2 separate regions of the Sus scrofa genome follow, and region 2 is linked to region 1. A link is a contact called in public HiChIP or PLAC-seq data. All regions are on one chromosome and are shown on one strand. Each heading gives the region's core, a stretch centred on a gene start, on an enhancer-like site or on the middle of the called end of the contact. The rest is flanking DNA. Distances are from core to core; before and after follow the strand shown.

What was found. HiChIP or PLAC-seq counts read pairs in DNA pulled down with a chosen protein or histone mark.
Region 2: an H3K27ac HiChIP or PLAC-seq map of alveolar macrophages shows a contact between it and region 1. The contact joins two enhancer-like sites. A contact is called at or near these places in 1 of 5 promoter capture datasets (liver), 7 of 47 Hi-C or Micro-C datasets (embryonic fibroblasts, epiblast stem cells, fetal liver and 2 more) and 2 of 2 datasets of contacts at active chromatin or transcription factors (alveolar macrophages and skeletal muscle).

What each region holds. Positions count from the first base shown.
Region 1 is chr17:27,856,294-27,861,433 of Sscrofa11.1, reverse strand. No RefSeq gene overlaps it. Among named protein-coding and RNA genes, the nearest start is that of RIN2, 82 kb to the left of the region's middle. Within about 2 kb of position 2,408, at least 13 of the 83 cell types and tissues checked have an H3K27ac peak or open chromatin away from gene starts, as enhancers often do. A contact at or near this core is called in alveolar macrophages, where this site is marked.
Region 2 is chr17:27,964,278-27,969,417 of Sscrofa11.1, reverse strand. All of the region lies in intron 2 of RIN2 (ras and Rab interactor 2), which reads right to left. Among named protein-coding and RNA genes, the nearest start is that of RIN2, 26 kb to the right of the region's middle. Within about 2 kb of position 2,822, at least 13 of the 83 cell types and tissues checked have an H3K27ac peak or open chromatin away from gene starts, as enhancers often do. A contact at or near this core is called in alveolar macrophages, where this site is marked.

The DNA of each region.
Region 1 (5,140 bases), core at 1,159-3,658:
TCCACACTCCCTCGCCGTGTTTCTAAGCATCACGGCTCCATAAACACTTGCACTGGGATTCTCAACTTAAAGACAGGGCTCCTTTCCACAAATAACAGCTAACGTTCATCGAGCACTTTCACGTGCCAGACACCACGACACACAGGTGACTTCACCTCTCTGTCCCTCAGTTTCCTCATCTCTAGAATGGGGGTAAAAACAGTGTCCCTCAAGGCTGTTTTGAGGAAAGAACATGCAACATGCCTAGAACAGGACCCAGCTTGTGGCAAGTCTTCCAAAACACCACTATTTTCTTTTTTCCCCTCTTCTCCCCCCCCCCTTTTATTAGGGTCACACCTGTGGCATAAGGAAGTTCCAGGGCTAGAGTTCCAATCCGAGCCACATCCATGACCTACACCGCAGCCACAGCAATGTCAGATCTGTAGGACCTACACCACAGCTTGCTGCAACGCCAGAACCTTAACCCACTGAGCCAGGCCAGGGATGGAACCTGCATCCTCGCGGACACTGTGTCGGGTAATCCACTGAGCCACAACGGGAACTCTGAACACCACTATCTTCAAGCAAGCCTTGCTTCTCATCACCATCACGTTTCCAATAGGCATCCACCTACTGCTAAGAATGGAATGAGGAGGACCGAGGACCGAGGCAAACAAGGAGGAAGAAGAGACAATGAAGAGAAAAGGAAATTCCACCTTCGGGATAGCACTAAAACTCTCAGCCAGCTGATGGCAGCACTAACCTTGAACTCAACACTGAGCAGAGCCATCGACGTGCACCTTCCAGGATTTGCTTAGGGACATTCTGCTCCCGGGGGCTCCGGGCTGAGAACCAGAGACAGGAGGGGTGTCCAGGGGGAGAGGCCAGTGGGGTCTCTCTCCTCTGGGTGCGTGGCTGAGGCATGCGAGCCACTCTGGGAGGAAGTGCCCTGAGCAAGGACCATCTCGAATGGGCTCAGCAGGAGCCGGAGGATGTGGGTCTGCAGGCAGAGAACCAGGCTTGCCCAGACCCAGCCAGAGCACTCCTGGGGGTGCTCACACCTGGCCTCAGGCGCTCAAGACTCCGCCAGGGGAGGAGAGAGGCCACCTGAGTGGGATGGAAGTTTCCCAACTCCCACCACCCAGGGCAGGGTGGGGGTCTGCCCAGGTAGCTGCTACTGACTGGTGGATCCCAGGGGAGCCGCCCTCCTAACACACCCCGATCTTGGACTTTCGACCTCCATCCGCGTGGTGCAGAGGAAGGGGAGGGACGACACTCATTTCCCTGGTGACACCTGGATGAGCAACCCTTTCTGTGACTCGCAGGCCACGCTGGCACAGCGGTGTTCTGGGCCCTGCACTGTGAGACCTAAAACACAGCCAGGCTCCAAACCCCGCCTTGGCCACTGCCCACCTGTGAGATGCAGGCACGTTCCTGAGCCTCTAAGCTCTCAGTTTCCCCATTTGAAAAGTGAGACCCACCCTTCCAGGGCCACTGTGACAAAAAAAATGTAACAATGAATGTGGTGGTGTCAGAAGGGTGGGGGAAGTGGGGGCGGGCAGTGGAAGCTGAAGTCTTCCTGAAATTCCATGAAAAAAGGGATGCAGGAGACAGACCAGCTGACCCTTCCCCCACCCCCACTGCCGCTGTACCCCTGCCCCTCCACGAAACAAACCCATCAGACGAGCCATGTGCCCTTGAGCCTTCAGTGGCAGGAAGCAGGCGGAAGTAGTGATGCTGTCCAGGTTTCCGGGGTTCAGCGCAGGCCCCTTCTCCTGACTCTGACAGGTAGGTGGCTGCTTACTCTTTACCTGTGACCCATCTGCCACCCCCCAGCTGACAGAGGAAGAGAAAAGAGCAGCAAAGGAAAAGAAAGCCTTTTCACTATCAACTACCCACCCCATGCGCTGCCTCCATCTTCCCCCCCTTGTCTCAATCTCCCCCGCCCCCCCCCCCCGCCTTTCCAGACAGCGGATGGAGAATGAGGGGCGCCCAGGGCTCTTCTCTTCTCTTCCGTGTCCATCTCAGCCTCTCCTGGCATCCTCTCCCCTCTCAATCCAGTTCTGTTTTGCTCATAATTTATAAACCACGCAAAGGTTTCCTTTCCACCGCCTCCCTTGTAGTGTGGCCAACACCCTCAGCACAGTATTGCATCTTGCTGGGTGTGTGGGTTGGAGCGATGGCTACAGTTCATCCCCTTCCTGCGTGTCTGTCCTTTGCAAGGTGGCTTTGCACCTCCTACCCCAAGGCCTGGAGTCTACATCTCATCTCTCCGATCTAGAATGGTCTGTGACTTGCTCTGGCCAACAGAATGTGGCAGAAGTGGCCCTGTGTCATCCCCACGCCCTAGCTTCAAGAAGCCATACCCGTGTGCCCTCCTGGAGCCCTGATTCATCTGCTGGAGGAGGAGGGCAGAGCAAAGGTGAGTCACCCTGGCTGAGGCTTCACCCACCAGTCAGCTCCTGGCCAGTCTGGCAGCTGATGGGAGATGTGCCAGTCAGTCCAGCTAACCCAGCTAGACCCAGCCTAAACTGCCAACCCACAGCATCATCCACTAAATATATGGCTATTATTTGAACTAACTAAGCTTGCAGGGGGCAGGGGGGAGTGTGTTTGTTAGGCAGCAACAGCTAACTGATAGATCAGGCACTAAAAAAGACAATTAGAGATTTAAACTTGCTTAATTTTTTTTTTTTCATTTTTGGCCACCTCACGACATATAGTTTTCCTGGGCCAGGGGTCGGATGTGAGCCACAGTTGTGACATATGCCACAGCTGTGGCCACACCAGATCCTTTCAGCCACTGTGCCTGGCCAGGGATCAAATCTGCCTCCTGGCACTACAAAGACACCACTGAGCCACAGCAGGAATTCCAAACTTGCCTAACATTTTGCATGCATTTATTTATACTTCTTTTTTAAAAAAATTCCTCATATTCTGGTCGTGCTGCTCCCCCCCCCCCATTATTACTGGAGTCCTACACCTACAAAGCACAGGCTCAAGTGGAGTGAAGAACTGTTCCCAGTGCTCAAGCAGCTGCAGTGACAACTAAATTCAAGTTGAAAGACACAAAGCCACCCATCGAAGCCTGAAAAGGCTGAGTGCAGACGTTACACGTCACATTTCCACATTTCCACATGCATACCAAAGTCAATTCTCCAATGTCGCACATCAGAAAATAGTTTCCACTTGAATAACTATTCACTGAGAAAGAGTGTCTCCTCTTCCTGTTATTGTTTAGTTTGTTGTTGCATTTTGTTGGAATTTCTTTATTTATCAAAGTCAAACCCAAAGATGTTTTATCTAACAGGAAAAGACAAAGAAAGTGACAAAGAAAACTTGACCTCAGAAGACAAACTTTTAGCTAGACAAGATTTCAGTATCTCTACCTGGAATTTTGCACGTCCTTACCCTACCACCATCCTTCTCAAGAAAATCCACACTTTCAGCTCTTTGGTATTTTTTTAACTTGCATTTATTCATTGTCTATCAGAGGTTAGAGCCTGTGCTAAAGAATGAGGCCCTGGGCTCCCAGAGCCTGAAGTCACTCTGCGGGTGACCTAGAAACGTGGTTATTATTTTACATGATAGGAATCTCCTGTAACGTGAGCAGATACCACGTGATCTCAGCTCCTGGGGGGAAGGCAGGCAGCTTCCCTTGGGAACTGAATGTTCAAGGCGGGACCAGGAGGGTTTAACTAGGATTCTAGTTAGGGAAACTGAGTCACAACAAACCACGTAAAGTTAGTTCTCCAAAGTTGTGCTCTCTCGTCCTCCTACTCCCAATGGGCCTGCGTCTCTGAGAGCAGTTATGTCTGCAGGGCAGCAAAGGCCCCAGCTCCTGGTCCCGGAGGAACAGGCACTGGGGCACAGCTGGATCTCACAAGATTGGTGTCAGAGAGCCCTGGGTTCAAATCCCAGTTCATCATCACATGGCCTTGGGTGAGTCACTTCATCTGACTTGACTTCCATTCTCTAACCTATAATTTGTGTAACGACATCCACCTTAAAGGGCATCACAGGGGGTTTAAATAAGATCATTCAAATCAGTGACAGTGTTTATCCTCTCCTGCATCTGCGGAAGGGGCAGGACTCAGAGGGAACGGTTCACTGTCCGGGCAGCACTCCACTGGCACCAGTGGAGCAGCTTCAAGGCTGGGGGGGCTGCAGCCGCCACCCCTCTCACCAAGTCTCCCTTATATGTCAGTGGTGCCTTGGGGGGCAGGAGTAAGGGGGGCTTCCTGGGGGCCTGGGCTGCCTTACCACATGGTAGCTGGTCTCACAGGCAGGAGGGCCCGGAGCAGGAGGGCCAGCAGGGAGCTTCATCTGCTTCGCTGATCTCTGCTTTGAGGTCACTCAGTGTCACCTCTGCCACCTTCTCTGCAAAGGCAGTCCCCATCCCTGAGTCCCGCCCGATGCAAGAGGAGGGAAAGCAGACGTCCCAGGTTGAGAGGACAGGGCAAGGTTCTGGAAGAGCCAGGACACTGTGATGCCATTTAGGTCAATGATCCGCCACAGTGACCTATGCAGACATCCCCTTGGTGCTCCTTCCCTTTCACACAGAGACTTGTGATTCCATGAAAAAAACCAGAACATTTTGGAAGATAGTATGAGAAAAAAACCATATATATGTATGACTGGGTCACTTTGCCATACAGCAGAAATTGGCACAACACTTTACACCAACTATTCCTTAATAAAAAAATATTGTAAAAATTAATAAATCAAATTTAAAAAATTTTTAGAAGAGGAGTTCCCATTGCGGCTCAGCAGAAACGAATCTGACTAGGAACCATGAGGTTGCAGGTTCGATCCCTGGCCTCGCTCAGTGGTTTAAAGATCCGGCATTGCCATGAGCTGTGGTGTAGGTCACAGGTGTCGCTTGGATCTGGCATTGCTGTGGCCATGACTCAGGGAACCTCCATATGCTGCAGGTGTGGCCCTAAAAAGCAAAACAAACAAAACAATTTTTTTTTTTTAAGAAAAAAATAGATGGAACGTTGGGAACAGAAGAAAGGCAAGCGGGAATGTTGGAGAAGAGAGAAAAGGCTTTTACGTTGGGATGGGACGCATTATGACCTTCCTCTCAGTGATCAGCCAGGTTCTTAGGGCTCCCTGGCGTCCCGTCTCTAAGATGAGAATTAAATGACATAACCCATCG
Region 2 (5,140 bases), core at 1,573-4,072, 110 kb before region 1:
GCGCAGTGGGTTAAGGATCTGACACTGTCACTGCAGTGGCTCAGGTTGCTGTGGTAGCTCAGGTTCAGTTCCTGGCCTGGGAACTTCCACATGCTGAGGGCATGGAGATTAAAAAAAATAATAATAATAAGGGTTCCTGCTCCAATAACACTGGAAACATCCACTGAAACTAACTAAATATGTGTCTAAACAATGTCACCCGGATTCCTCAGAACCCTTTAGCATGCTGGTGTGAATGCAGGGCTCCAAGAAAAGAATGGAGTACATGGGATTTCACAGCCCGTCTGATCTTAATGGGTTTTGGGGCAGTGGGGGTGGGGGGGTGGGGGGGACTCAAAGCATTCGGATGTTCCTGGGCCAGGAATCGAACCTGTGCCAGAGGAGCAACCCAAGCTACAGCCCCCGACGCCTGACCTTAACACCCTGTTGAGGACGCTTTCCAGGGAGCGGTGTTCTATAGAAACTTAAGAAAATGCTGACTTGGCCCCTTGGGATAGTAATTGTCTTATTTGGATTTTATTTATTCTATTCCATTCTATTTTCTATTCTCTTCTATTTCTATTCTGTACTTTTGGCCATGCCCGTGGCATACGGAAGTTCCCAGGCCAGGGGTCCAACTGGCACCACAGCAGTGAAAATGCCAGATCTTCAACCTGCTGAGCCACCAGGGCACTCCTGGAATTTCTATTTTAATTTTTTTTAAAAAAGAGAAATGAATAAGGAGTAAGGAGGCAAAGGGAAAGGAAAGGGAGAGGAGGCATGAATCTTACAACTTGCAAATTACGATGAAAGTTTTAAAATCATTCATTAAAATCCCCTTTTCTGTAAGTTGAGCATGCCAACATCCTCAGAGCACACATATTTCATTTAGGGAAGGAAGAAAGCAGAGGGATTTTGAAAAGGGAATTTGGATTTTGAGAAAATGTAAAGTTTGCTCATTTTCGGTCTTGTGAAAGTGATTAATATTGCAGAGGGCATGAATCATTGAGGCTATGAAACTCACCAAAATCGCAAAGGCTTTGTTCCTCATCAGGAGTTGGGGCTTTGGTGCAGACATCTGCCGAGGCAGCCCGGGCTCAAAGTTTCAGACAAGGCACACGGAACAGGTGTAGATGGTGTCCTGCCTGTCCACCTGGGGTCACTGCTCCCTTAGGCTCTACTGCCAGCACTTGGAAGCCGCTGCCCAAGGCTGCGGATGCTTGGTGGGTGGATGAGCTCACAGCAGGAGGGGGCTCCGTGCACAGAGACCCCAGCTCCCCCCTCCCCACCTTGGAGGGATAACTCAGACACTCACTACACAGTCTCCAGGAAGCCCTGTGTCACCTCTCCACCCCTCCCTGAGCTTCCTGTGATCACCTCCCAAACAGACGGCTGGCATTCACAGCCTGTCTCTGAATCTGCTTCAGGGGAATCCAGCCAGTGTCTTTCTTTTTGCCGTAAATTCAGAGCAAGGCCTCGGAGGCTCTCTGCTCCATCCGAGGCAGCCAGGTGCCTTGATCCCTCCCTCCTCTGTCTAGGTAGCAGGTATATACAGGTGTCTCGGACTTTTCTTGCAGCTCCACTTAGTTCAGTGACCAGAATGGGACACAGCGTTCCAGTCACAGATGTGGCTCAGATCTGGCATTGTTGTGGCTGTGGTGTATGTTGGCAGCTGCAGCTCGGGTTTGACCCCTAGCCTGGGAACTTCCATATGCTGTGGGTAAGCCCCTAAAAAGAGAAAAAGGACAAAAAACAAAAATGAATAAAAGGAACAGAATGATATTCACCAGACTAGTATTTCCCACACGGGGATGTGCGCATACATCCCTGTGGCTCCTGTCAACAGGCAGGTCCTGATTCCTAGGTCTGGGGTAGGGCCTGAGAGTCTGCATTTTAACAAACTCCTCTGCTGACATGGACCAAGGTTCTAGGGGCCTGAGAGCCCTGAGGACAACAGGAATTCTGCTGCATGCTGGTATATCTGGTATACCCAGCATCTTGTGCAACTGGCTGCTGAATGTGTGTGTATGTTAATCAACTCTTTCTTTTTTTCTTCTTTCCTTTCGTCCTTTCTTCCTTCCTTCCTTTCTACCTTCCTTCCTTCTTTCTTTTCTTTTCATCTTTTCTAGGCCGCACCCGCAGCATATGGAGGTTCCCAGGCTAGGAGTCTAATCAGAGCTACAACTGCCAGCCTACACCACAGCCACAGCAACTCAGAATTCGAGCTGAGTCTGTGACCTACACCACAGCTCATGGCAATGCTGGATCCTTAACCCACTGAACAAGGCCAGGGATGGAACCCGTAACCTCATGTTTCCTAGTCAGATTTGTTCACCACTGAGCCACGATGGGAACTCTTTTTTTTTTTTTTTCTTTCAACTCTCGAATTGTTTTAAGATTTCAATTCACTAATTTAATTGAGCTGCCCATCTGCACACACAAGAACAGCTGTTGAAGAGGCTTTTGGTAGGAAAGCCCATATATGGACACCAAAGAAGCCAGGGTGCAGCGTGGGAGACAGCAAACTCGGAGTGAGAGCTCGAGTCAACTCATACTTATTGAAGACCTGCCACCTTTAGGGCACGGGGCAAAAGAGACATCAAAAGAGGTATAAGACATTGTCCCTGCCCCTAAAGAGGCTTACAATGTGACTGCGAAGGTAAGACAGAGAAAAGTGACTCTGGTCTGAGCACACGCACCCCCTGCCCCCAACACCCCAACACACACGCTCAAGTGCCTGGTGGCTCCTAATCAGGGAAGGTTTAATGTTCTTACTCAGGGCAAGAGAACTAAAAACTCTAAAAACAGAAGCCAACCCACGTTCATCGCTGTATTACTCACCGCAGCTCAAAGGGGGAAGCAGCCCAAATGTTTATAAGTGGATAAACAAATGTAGTTTATACACACAATGGACTATTATTCTGCCTTCAGAAGGAAGGAAATTCTTTTTTTGGTTTTTTTTTTTTTTTTTTTTGGTTGTTGTTGTTGGCAGAGCCCACAGCATTCAGAAGTTCCCCGGCCAAGGACTGAACCAGGGCCACAGCAGCGACAACGTTGGATCCTTAGCCCTCTGTGCCACCAGGGAACTCCAGAAGGAAGGAAATTCTGATAGAGGATCCATCATGGATGAACCTTGAGGATATTACATTTTATTATTATTTGTGTGTGTGTGTGTGTGTCTTTTTAGGGCCACACCTGCGGCATATGGAAGTTCCCAGGCTAGGGGTCGAATCAGAGCACTAGCTGCTGGCCTATACCACAGCCACAGCAACGGGGGATCCAAGCTGCATCTGTGACCTACACCACAGCTCATGGCCACGCCCGATCCTTGACCCAATGAGCAAGGCCGGGGATTGAACCTGTGGCATCATGGATATGAGTCAGATTCATTTTCTGCTAAGCCTTGACAGGAACTCTGAGGACATTATACCTAGGGAAATAAGCCAGTTACAAAAGGAGACATAATATATGATTCTACGTACATGAGGTTCCTAGAATAGAGTCAAGTTCATAGAGACAGAAGGTGGAAGGGTGGTTGCCAGGGGCTGGGGGAGGAAGGAATTGGGAGTTAGTGGTTAATGGGTATAGAGTTTCAGCTTGGGAAGATGAAAAATTCTAAAGATGGATGGTGGTCATGGTGGTACAACAATGTGAATATGCTGAATGCAACAGACATGCAACTTAAAAATGGCTAAAACGGTATTATTTATTTATTTTTTAGGGCCATACTGGCAGCATGTGGAAGTTCCCAGTGTGGGGTCAAATCAGAGCATCATTTGCCACACTATGCCACAGCCACAGCAACGCTGGATCTGAGCCCACATATGCCGCTGCTTGGGGCAATGCTGGATCCTTAACCCACTGAGGAAGGTTAGGGATCAAACCCATATCCTCATGGATACGAGTCAGGTTCTTAACCCGCTGAGGCACACTAGAAACTCCCTAAAGTGGTAAATTTTAGGTATGTGTAACCACAATTAAAAACTAGAATCCAGAAAAGTCAGAAAATAAGGTATCACAGTTGTTTTGCTTTGTTGTTTTACAGAACTATGCTCACGGGACCATCTTTGGAGGAAATAAGCTACAATAATCTAGCTCCAGCTTCTAAATCCTGGGCTCCCCTTAAGAAAGTAATGGTTCCCTGAAGCATTACTTGGTTCTCTGAAGAGGCATGGTCTCTGGACTGCACTTTCACTGATTCTACACAAACAGACCCAGGGCCACCCCGTCTGGCAGGTGCAGGCGCCTCTTGGTGACCTAGATAAAACACAGCCCCTCAGCCATGCGTCCCTACACCTCGTGCCTTCTGTTTCCTGATGACATCACTCAGGATGGCGATTGGCCTGACGTTCACACACCAAGATGGTGAGGAGTGACCATCTCGGCCCGGGATGCTGGAAGCTTCCCCATACTGGACAAGCCTCCTAGAATCAGATCCTTCAGAAGGGAAGAGCCAGCCTTATAAGCAGCATCGACCTGGGGGCCTGAGGTTGGGGCAGGCACTGGAGAGCTGGCTCCAAGCCCATACCTTCCTTTTGTGTCTCTGAGAAATGCTTGGAAGCTCTGGCTCAGTGTGGGGTCTGAGCATTTGACTTTGATGAGCATAGAGGAATCACTTGAACTCCTCCTGAAATTTTTCTGGAAATGTGAAATTATCTTTTTTTTTTTTAAATCATTCTAGGGCCACACCCAAGGTATATGGAGGTTCCCAGGTTAGGGGTCCAATTAGAGCTGCAGCCACCGGCCTACACCACAGCCACAGCAATGCAGGATCCAAGCCACATCTGCGACCTACACTACAGCTCATGGTAATGCCGGATCCCTAACCCACTGAGCAGGGGCCGGGGATCGAACCACATCCTCATGGATGCTAGTTGGGTTGTTAACTGCTGAGCCACGATAGAAACTCCATGGAAATGTGAAATTATATATGTGATATTATACAGCGCATATATGTGATATTATCTAGTATGTCCATCCAGGAAAGTTTAAAATACAATGAACCTTCTGTACTATTCTCACAACGCTTCTGTAAATTGGAAATGTCAGGAAAAGAACCTCACCCCAACCCTCAGGGTGGGAGGTGGGGGGAATACAAACAAAGTACTTAGAGACGAAACCAGGCTACCAGGAAATCACTTCCCTCATTTCTTCCAGCTCA